Linked DNA regions of Macaca mulatta: region 2 is linked to region 1. A link is a contact called in public Hi-C data. All regions are on one chromosome and are shown on one strand. The core of a region is the stretch at or near the end of the contact, and the rest is flanking DNA. Distances in the headings are between cores, read along the strand shown. Region 1 holds the start of CEP120 (centrosomal protein 120). Region 2 holds the start of CSNK1G3 (casein kinase 1 gamma 3).

What was found. A called contact is a pair of places that touch in the nucleus more often than the background predicts.
Region 2: a Hi-C map of fetal cortex germinal zone shows a contact between it and region 1, with 2.4 times the contacts expected there. The contact joins the promoter of CSNK1G3 here to the promoter of CEP120 in region 1. A contact is called at or near these places in 6 of 14 Hi-C or Micro-C datasets (CD4 T cells, blood, cortical neurons and 3 more).

Annotation. Positions count from the first base shown.
Region 1 is chr6:132,383,747-132,388,996 of T2T-MMU8v2.0, reverse strand. CEP120 (centrosomal protein 120) reads left to right here and starts at 2,527. Exons shown (of 21, transcript XM_015140662.3): 1 at 2,527-2,805; 2 at 2,903-2,983. The coding sequence starts at 2,935.
Region 2 is chr6:132,471,721-132,476,970 of T2T-MMU8v2.0, reverse strand. It overlaps CSNK1G3 (casein kinase 1 gamma 3), which reads right to left and starts at 1,985. Exons shown (of 12, transcript NM_001258050.1): 1 at 1,892-1,985.

The sequences.
Region 1 (5,250 bases), core at 1,278-3,777:
ATAATGCTGAGTACTGGCTTACACCACTGATAACATTATATTTGCTTGTTGTTAATTTGTTTCCTAATCTTTAAGTGTTGTTAATGTGTACGTATTTATTAGACCTCTCAACAGAGGATATGTTAAACCACAACACTGGTATTATACAACAAAATTTAGACTGGTAAACTGCAGACACGACCAGTTTCTTCAATAAAGAATTTCAAGAAAAAAAAGTAGGACTGGGTACCTGCGTTAGTCTGTTTTCATACTACTATAAAGAACTGCCCAAGACTGAGTAATTTCAAAAGGAAAGAGGTTTAATTGACTCAGAGTTCAGCATGGCTGAGGAGGCCTCAGGAAACTTACAGTCATGGCAGAAGGCAAAGGGGAAGCAAGGCACCTTCCTCACAAGGCAGCAAGAAGAAGAGTGAGTGAGTAAAGGGAGAAGAGCACTTAATAAAACCATCAGATCACCTGAGAACTCACTCACTGTCAGGAGAATAGCATGGGGGAAACCACCCCCATGATTCAATTACCTCCACCTGGTTCCTTCCTTGACACGTGGGGGTTGTGGGGATTACAATTCAAGATGAGATTTGAGTCAGGGCACAAAGCCTAACCATAGACATTAAAAAGGACAAGAGACACACCAATCACTGTATTTTGGAATTTGTTTGGATCCTGATTTGAAAAAAAAACTGCAAAAAAATTATTAGACAATCAGAGAAATTTGAACAGTGTATATTTAATGGGATTAAGAAATTTTTGTTAATTATTAGGTGTAACAATGGGATTGTGGTTAAATATTTAATATTTTAAGATTCTTTAAAAAGTGTTTATCTTTTTTTTTTTTCCCCAGACTGAGTCTCTCTCTGTTGCCCAGGCTGGAGTGCCGTGGCATGATCTTGGCTCACTGCAACCTCTGCCTCCTGATTTCAAGCGATTTTCGTGCCTCAGTTTTCTTGTTCCTCAGTCTCCCAAGTAGCTGGGATTTCTGGCTTGCACTACCACGCCTGGCTACTTTTTGTAGTTTTAGTAGAGACGGAGTTCTGCCATGTTGGCCAGGTTGGTCTCGAACTGCTGATGCAAGTGATCCGCCCACCTCGGCCTCCCGAAGTGCTGGGATTACAGGCGTGAGCCACCACCACGTCTGGCCAAAAAGTCTTCATCTTTTAGAAGTACGTATCCAAAAAAATGAATTGATGTGATGTTGGGGATTTCCTTAAAAATAATATAACAGATGAAGATGATTGGTCTTAAGTTGTTAATCGTCGAAGCTGGGGTCTGGGTACCTGGGGGTTCATTATATCATTCTGCTTTCTTTAAAGTATGTTTGACATCTTCCACAAAAATCATGCATTGTTCAATGATGAATGCAAAGTAGATCATTACTTTGATTTTACATTGAATAGTGCTTCATTTTAAGAATGCCTGTGACAGGACCTGAAAGGACCTTAGAAGTAATTAGTCCAATCTCCACATATTTCTCCTTTTCTTTTGGGCAGAAAGCAAAGAAGAAAGAAGAAGAAGAGGAAGAAGAAAACAATAGTGATGTTGTATTATTTGCTCTCAAAATAACTTCTACATTTACAAAACAAGAAAGTAATAGGAGAAGCCGGACTTATGTTCACTACCTAGTGCCATCTCTACAGCTTTATTTTTCTATTATGATTTACTTTTGTTTTCTGAAGCAGAATCTTTCCCAAACTTAATAGTGTCCACGATCGCTCCAACCAATTTGGTTATTTAGGTTTCAAGCTAGATAACCTCCAAAAGAATTTTGCCTTTGACTTGAATACATGCTTCATGCAATTTGAGTAGTATTTAGGAGGCCGTTCCCTTTACAAGTCTTGAACCATTTCTTAAGTCTGAATTTGGGAGACGTTAAGTGGAAAGGATTGGCAGACAGCATCTCAATGCCTTGTTTATGTTTGGTTTTGACTTTGCTAGTAACTTTGTGATCGGGGGTGGAAGAACCTATACCTTTATATTTCATTGCCCACGTGACAATGTTTTTGTTTTAGGGGGAATTTCTAAGGACAGGAAATTCTCGGGGAGTTTACGTCAGCTGCAACAAGTACTGTGATTACCGTATTGACGCTACTTGTTTTCAAAGGTTGGAAATTTGAGGTGCCGCGTGAGCACGATTTAGGGACTTTAGAGTTTAGATTTAAGTTATTATTTTTCTGTGATTTAATTTTTAAAGCAGTGTTGACACTGGGTACCTCAACTAAGCTAGGTTTTTTTGTTTTTTTAATTCCCACTAACACAACTCTCAGGTTGTCGCTGAGGCACAAAGCACGTAATACGCTACACTCTTGCTCCCTATAGGCTACGCAGTTTCAGGAAGCGTTTACAGCAGTAGTGCGCCTGCGCAGCTGGTCCCACACCAAGTCGTCCGCCTCTCCCCGTCCGGCTAGCAGAGGGCGCTGTGAGGTAATGAAGGCGTCCCCCTTAGGGCTCTGGAACAGAGCGTAAAAGGGCGGGAGGCGAAGCTCGCTGACGGGCGTTCTAGCCTTGACTGCTCTGTCTCTATCACCCTTTGTCCTCCAACCTCCCCTGGGCACTGGGCCTGCGGGCCTGGTTGCTAGGCGGAAGCTGGGCGCGGCGGCTGCCGCTGCGGCCGCCGGGGCGTTTGAAAAGCGGCTACGCAGGCGGCAAAAGGTCCTCGGGCGGCGGGCTAGTCTCTACCTGCAGACTGGCAGGGCTGCAGAGCGGCTTTTTCCTTGAGTCGGGGCAGAGTTAGGGTCTGGGCTGGCGGCTCGGGGCAGAGGAGCCGGGCGCGCTGCAGCAGACGGCGGTGGGACCTGGCTGCGGAGCGGGGTCCGGGCATCAGGGACCGGGACCCGGGGCGGGCAGTGGGGGTCCCGCCGGGGGTCTCAGATTACCCGCGACTTACCTGGACCTCACTTCCCCCCAGGCGACTTCGCCCCCAGACCGCCCACCGCAACCATGGTCTCCAAATCCGACCAACTGCTCATCGTCGTGTCCATCCTAGAAGGTGAGCGGCCTGAGGCTTGCTGTTGCAACTGCTGCCTCCCGAGTTTTAAAAGATTAGTGTGGGACCGAGGCCTTGTTAACCTTAAGAACCCTGTCATCTGTGTTTTTATGGTCCCCACAGACTTGTTCAAAGTTGTACGTAGTGAAGTCTGTTAGGCAATTGATTTAAAAATCTCTCCAGGGATATGAGCGCTATTAGGAATAAGTGATATTTAGCGTGACTAGCCATAGCCCCAGAGAATCTAGAGAAAACGATTTTCATCCAAAGCAGCACGTCGATGGCTTTTATATATGAGCTGAACGTGGTCCTGAGAAGCGCGTTTTGATCAGCGGTTCCCAATAATAGCACTTGTAAGAGCTTTGACTTGAATACAGGTTTCCTGCAATTCCAGAGTGTTGCGGAGGCAATTGCCTTTACACGTCTTGGTGGAGGACTCAGGGGACTACAGTTCTTAAGAGGGTATATTATACATTTCTTAAAAAGTGTGTTTTGGGTGAATGACATTTGTTTATTGGGGACTCATTGAGTGTCAGACACTGTGCTGGGAATGTAATAATAACAGTTCTGATTCTAAAAAGCTAAGGATGTAGCTTGGAGAGTGTGTCAGCAAATAATTCATCGGGATATGAAAGACCCTGATGAATGACCACCTCTGTCTGAGGAAACTGGGGAAGATTCACCAGAGGAGGTGGCGTTTTTTTGGGTCTTACAGATGATTAGGAATTTGTCAGGTGAAAAAGGGAAGGGCATTCCAGGCAAAGGGAAGAGCAGAGAGCACTTCAAGTATGGAAAAGCAAGACGCGTTTTGCTTTGCTTCATTATATTCATTCAGTAAATGTTGCTTACATTCAGTGTAGTTGGAGAACAGATTTGCAAGAAAGTGGAGAGCAGAGGAGATAACAGGTGAATTGAGGACACTTTACGAATAATATGTTAAGAAGGAGTCATCTTGAGCCAGAGCAGAGGCCTGGCTGCATTCTTTCCCCCATGGGAGAGTATTTTATGAAGGCCTGGCGCTGTGTGAGGGACGAGAGCAATGAAACATTGTAATCCTAATCTTTGAATTTTGGGACAAGAGACTGACCAGAAGCCATAAAGATTTGGAGCACTATTAGCTGTTAGGTTACTTATTGTTTAAAAACGCAGGACTGAAATAACCTTCAAATTTGGTTAACAACACTTTTTAGACTTAAAACTGACCATGCTATGAGAAAACAAACATCTACTTTCCCTCCAAGGATGTAGAGGTCTGTCCATGTGGGGAGATCACAGGACACAATATGTTGGGGTATAATATAATATTTAAAATATGTGATATGGATTGTAAATATAGGTTTGAGGGTAGGGTGGGCGGGATGGCTGAAGTTCTTTAAGTAATAAGTGAGCTTTAGATATGTGACAGTTGAATTCTATGGACGACCCAGGCCAATCTGACAACCCAGGACATACATGCAGTTCATTTGGGGAAGCTGGTTTTAGAGCAGCAGAAAATGGGGTCCTGAGAGAGGCCTGTTAGTGCTAACTGGGAGAGCCCTGCCATGTGTGTTAATATTCCTGATACAAAGTTTCAAGTGAGAGCCTCAGGCTTAAACTAAAAACGTTAGCAGTCAAGGTCTTTCTGACCAGCTTGATTCCCAACCAAGTAACTTGTGCCAGGGTGAGCATGGTGGGTGGAACATTGAAAAGATCAGCAAGATGACCAGGGTGAATATTTAGAAATGTCATGGTAAGAAATGAGCTTGTACAACTAGAGCAAATGGGCCTTGAAAGCCAGTTTAGAATTAATGTTCTAAGAAATAGATTGGCCTCATGTATTCCTAAATAGAATGCTTTTCTCGAGTTCAGTTTAGTAGCAGTGTGCAAGGAAGAGAACCTGGAGTCAAGGATGTCAGTTAGGTTGTTACCACAAACATACCCGAAACTAGCATGTGGTCCTTCCTCCAAACTATTCTTCTCTTTTGTTTGTACTGTATTTCCATTCATCATAACCATGCTGTTGCCTCAAGCCAAGAACCTAGGAGTCATCCTCAGCCTGGATTCACTCTCCATTTCTAACTTCCAGATGGTCACCATGTAAAATTGATTTTATTTCTGAATAATAATAGATTCTACATGTAAGTTTTTGAATGAATGAGTTTCCATTGTGAGTGCCTTGGTAAGGGGCGCTCATCATCCACCTAACTTATTGTAATAATCTTTTCAATAGTCTGATTCTTGAATGTTTTCTTCCTTTCCAGAAACATCTAGACTTCCTCCATTACTCACTG
Region 2 (5,250 bases), core at 736-3,235, 89 kb before region 1:
CCACACAGTAAAGGTGGTCCTGGTTGAATTAATTCCTTGATTCCACTAATCCCAGTCCTTTATTTTCAAGGAAGTAATAAATGCCTTTCACGTACAGAAGATTTTGTCAATATATTGTAAATGCTTGCAAAATCTAATGATGAAAATGTCAATAATTACATAATGCACTAATGTTTAAGCTGATGAATGGCAGAAGGGGTGGATGACTACAATAAATCATCAGTAAAGATAATCGTTTCTCAAGATCCCCCAAAAAATGTCATTCATAACATTAAAATTAACCTTTCTGTCCCCCATTCTAATAATTACTTCTACTTAATACATATTCAGAAATGCAAGTTCACATAAAGCAGAAGTGTCTGTACATTCTGCTAAGAATGTATCTCAAAGCCATACAATGTATTTGATAACATCTTTCTTCCAATGCCCATAAATGTAATTTTTATCTTTTATCTTCTGTGCAACTATAAAGGTTAACTATACAAAATAAGATAATTTTATCTTAAGATACAACTGGAGCAAAGTTTGTAAATAATTACAAAATACACTAAGTACATCTCCAAAAAAAAAAAAAGAAAGCTATTAAGAATGTCACACACCAGATCTGATTTTTTTGACGAAAAATGATTTCTAGTTTCACATCTTTCTAATTCCACATTATTCTCACAATTCCTGTAATGTTTTTCTTCTAAATGTATGGGGAAAGCCAATACTCCTCGAAGAAACATCTTTAAAAAGAAACATCTTTAAAATGTATACAGTTTTAATTTTATATCCCATCTTAGATATAGTTTGCTATCTCTTATATCTGTGGGCAAATGTCATTTGAATCGGAAGAATTACAAAAGTTAAAATAATGACTTACTTTCTTAATTCATTAAAAATAAGTACTTATATAATCCTCTAATTTAAAGTAGATATTTTAGCAGAAGATTTAAAAGGGGCCACTGAGCAGCCTGGGTGATTACCACAAAAGAGTTAAAAGTAATTCACACAGTGTATCAACAGTAGCTGTCTCCCACACACACAGGCACACTCTCTCTCTCCCCCATCTGAACTTTTCCTCCCTGAAACATGAGGTGGGAGAAGGGGAATGACCATGACACAGGCCTAACTACTCCCACCCCACGAACAGACACACATCTCCCTCCTCGTCCTGCTGAAAAGAAATGTGGAGGCTATGGACCAAGAGACCCGACGCCTCTCAGAGTCACTTCCCCTGCTTGTGGGATAAACAAACAAACCGGCACCATGAGAGTAACCATCCGAGTAATTATGTTAACCTTTGACTAATGTCTTAGTTAAGTTTTGAGCTGAGTCAAAGCTCTAAGAAACAGGTAAATCCCTGTGTCCCCCCACCCAACCCCTTAAACACTCCAACGGGAAGTTTATCCCTGAACTGAACGCTGGCCCCTGTCGCCTCCTCCCAGCCGATACATGCCTCCTTCCTGCCCAAAGCCCCTACTCCAAAGGGAATTGTCGGGACACAGTCAAGGAGCACCGTGGGCGACACTCCCCACCTCCCAATCTCTTCTAAGGAAGCCCCCGCCGGGCCAGCTGGCCCACCTCCCTCGCCGTCCCAGTCGCGCCGCACCACTCCGGCAACTTTTGCACCCAGCCCGGCCCGCCACCCGCGGCCCCCGCTGCCCCCTAGCCCTCCGCGCCCTCAGCCTCCGACCGCGGCCCCCTCCGGCCCACGCCTCCTGGCCGCCCGCCCGGGTCTTCGCCCACCCCTCCCCCGACACCCGCGCCGGCGGCGCCGCCCCCGCCGCACCCCACCCCACCCCGCCCGAGACCCCAGCCCCATCCGGGAGGGAGGACGCCGCGGCCGCGCCGAGGCAGCCACCGGGCCGGGGCTGGCGGCCGAGCACCAACGCGCAGGGGGCTTTACCTCAGAGGCGCGGCCGCGAGCAGCGGGGTCGGTCCCGGGCGCGGGCGGCGCCCCCAGTCAGTCAGTCAGCGCCGGCGGGGGCAGCGACGGCGGCACATCACACCCGCCGGCGGCCGGAGGAGGAAAGCGAGCACGCAGGGAGCGAGCGAGCGAGGTAGGGGGGAAGGAGCGAGCGAGGTAACGCAGCGCTGCTCGGATTCGGTCCTTGCACTGCCGCTGGTGTCTCCTACCGCCGCCGCTGGCCGGAGAGTCGCCGCCCGAGCCTCTGCTGTCGCCACCGATGCAGCTGGGAATGAATGCACAGCGGCGCCTCGCTTATCCGGAGGTCAAACATCCTTCTGCCTCGGGCATCCGGATCGACGCCGGACCCGGAAGTGAACACATGGAAAAAAAATTAAAAAGGAAAGCGTCTCTCTAGCTGCCGCGGCCCCCAAGCTGCCCGCATCAGCGAAAAGAGCCGAGTAGAGCCGAAGATTGCACCAGCCTTCTTGGATTGGTCGGATCGCCGACCGGAAAGGAGACGGCGCGGTCATTGGCTGGCAAAGTATATAAAGCCTACGCCGCGCCTTCTCCTCGTCTTTCTAGATCCGTGCGTGAGGGAAAGTGAGGAGCGGTGGTGGATACGAGTGTTTCTCTGGATGAGGCAGTGGGCGGAGAGGCATAGCAAAGTCTACGCAGAGAACTGGAAGAAAACACCCCTGTGCTTTAGGAGAGCTACTAAGAATTGAGTGAGCAAAGAGCCTTCAGGGTGCCATTGTGCCAAGTCAGGGTGCTGAGGCTTTCCCTATTGTGCTCAGCCTGCCAGGTTCCAAAAAATCTTAGGGCCTGGCCTAGGAGTATGACATCACTGGGTTGACATTTTCCCCAACTTCTCTATAACCCCAGTGCTATATCAGGGCTCCAACTGCTTAGAAATATGAATTATGTCTCACATTTGCATCTCATTTGCTGTTTGTAAGCTGAGGTAATCCTCTGAATTATATAGTGTGGTATTATCTGTTTTTCAAATTCATCTCCCAAAGTTCTGAGAAGCCAAACATCACCCAAGTCATCAAGTTGTAGTGCACAAACTGAAATCAGTGTTTCTGACCCGCACTCAAGTCCACTCTGCCTACATAGAAAGAATATGATATTCCTTTCATTTTCTCTCTTGCAGTTGGTTCCCAGGGATGAAAATAAGTCATTTTGGTAGACTTCTACGGAAATTGATCCACCACGAAGGCATGGAAACTATAATTTTTTAAAATTGTGATTTATATGTCTCAAGTCCTTTCAAAAAGTTAGGCATGAAGGTGTGCAGGAAGAAGAATCATAGCCTGGTGCCATGTTTTTAAAATGTTCATTTTATCAAACACGTTTATATTCTTGATGTACTTACTGTATCAAGAAACTTGAGTCTTGTATATAGCTCTCCTGTCCACCTCTCAAAACGAAATGCCTCTAATGAAACAAATGCACTCCTTCATTTTCCTCCCTACTTTGCCAGATTAATGGTATAGCTAATGCGTTACCTTTGGAGGAGTAGTTAGTATGGAAATCTGTTTTTGATTTTGGTTTGTAATACAACAGTGCCTTTTTTTTTTTTTTTTTTTTGAGACGGAGTCTCTCGCTTAGTCGCCCAGGAGTGCAGGGCGCGATCTCGACTCACTGCAAGCTCCGCCTCCCGGGTTCATGCCATTCTCCTGCCTCAGCCTCCCAAGTAGCTGGGACTACAGGCGCCCGCCGCCAGGCCTGGCTAATGTTTTGCATTTTTAGTAGAGACGGGATTTCACCGTGTTAGCCAGGATGGTTTCGTTCTCCTGACCTCGTGATCCGCCCGCCTTGGCCTCCCAAAGTGCTGGAATTACAGGCGTGAGCCACCGCGCCCGGCCAACAGTGCCTTTAAAAAAAACAAAACAAAACAAAACAAACAGAAAAAAAAACCTCCCTTCTCACTTTGTTCTCCAAACTGGAAGTTAAGAAGTGACTAGCATCACCAGTCTTAGAAGGGTAGTGTTAAGAGCTCTGCTCCATACTTACCACACCGTCGTTCTGTAGGAGACTCAAAAGCAGCTAAGATGTATGCATGCTCAGAATTGTGAATGACTTGCCTAAGCAGATGACATATCCCAGAATTTCTGATCTCTCCCAGGACCCCCTGCTAGACAAGAAACAAAGTTGACATCTCACTCAGCAGAAGTGTCTGCAACACAGGAAACTAAATATTGTCCTCAACTCCCAACAAACCATTTTATTCTCTCTACCTCAAAAAACTCAGTTTTGATAAAGAACACCCACCCTTCTAAGTTTTCATAAATGGTTGAGAAAGTCAAGTATATAAATATATGATCAAATCACATTTTTAAATTAAAAATGAGCTGGTCTAAGTAAGTACAGTGGTATTTAAAACGAATTGATCACAGCCAGTTACAGATTTCTTTGTTCCTTCTCCCCTCCTGCTGTTTCACTTGACTGGTATTTATTAAATTATATTAGAAATGGATGGGAATAAGTGTTTACATTTTTAACACTGCAGTGAAGAATTTGGTTAAAATTTGGCCCATAAACTCCTATAGATTAAAATTGGCAAAGCCTGGTGTAGTGGTGAATGCCTATAGTCCCAGCAACTTGGGAGACTTGAGGCAGTAGGATCCCTTGATCCCAGGAGTCTAAGGCCAGCCTGGGCCACATAGTAGGACCTTTTCTCAAAAAAAAAAAAAAAAAAAAAAAAAGACAAGTAACCCAGATAGGAGGCAACGAAATTTTCAGGTCATTCTATTAACTTATAAAACAAATTGCTTTGGGAGGCCGAGGTGGGTGGATCACCTGAAGTCAGGAGTTAGAGACCAGCCTGGCCAATGTGGCAAAACCCCATCTCTACTAAAAATACAAAAATTAACCAGGTGTGGTAGCGTGCACCTCTAATCCCAGCTACTCTCAGGAGACTTGAGGCAGGAGAACCACTTGAACCTGGGAGGCGGAGGTTGCAATAAGTGGAGATAGCGCCACTGCACTCTAGCCTGGGTGACAGAGTGAGACTCAGTCTAAAAAAAAAAAAAAAAAAAAAAAAAAAAAAAAAATTATATATATATGAAAAATTGGCAATGTGAAAACAGCTTATATTAATGAAGGAAAAGCCAAACCACAGGCATTGCAAGCAAAACTCTTTATCTTATAGCATGATGTTCCAGCCTAAGCAGCCAGATTATACTTTTCACTCTGCTATATTACAAATCAAATACAGTTTATTTATTGTGTCACCTCACATTTCCTGGCATTACCACTCTTCAGGTATTTATATTCTATTAATATTTTTCATTATGATTATAGCATAAATTCATGTGATGCTGTTGTCACAATTTTATAGTACATTGGAAACT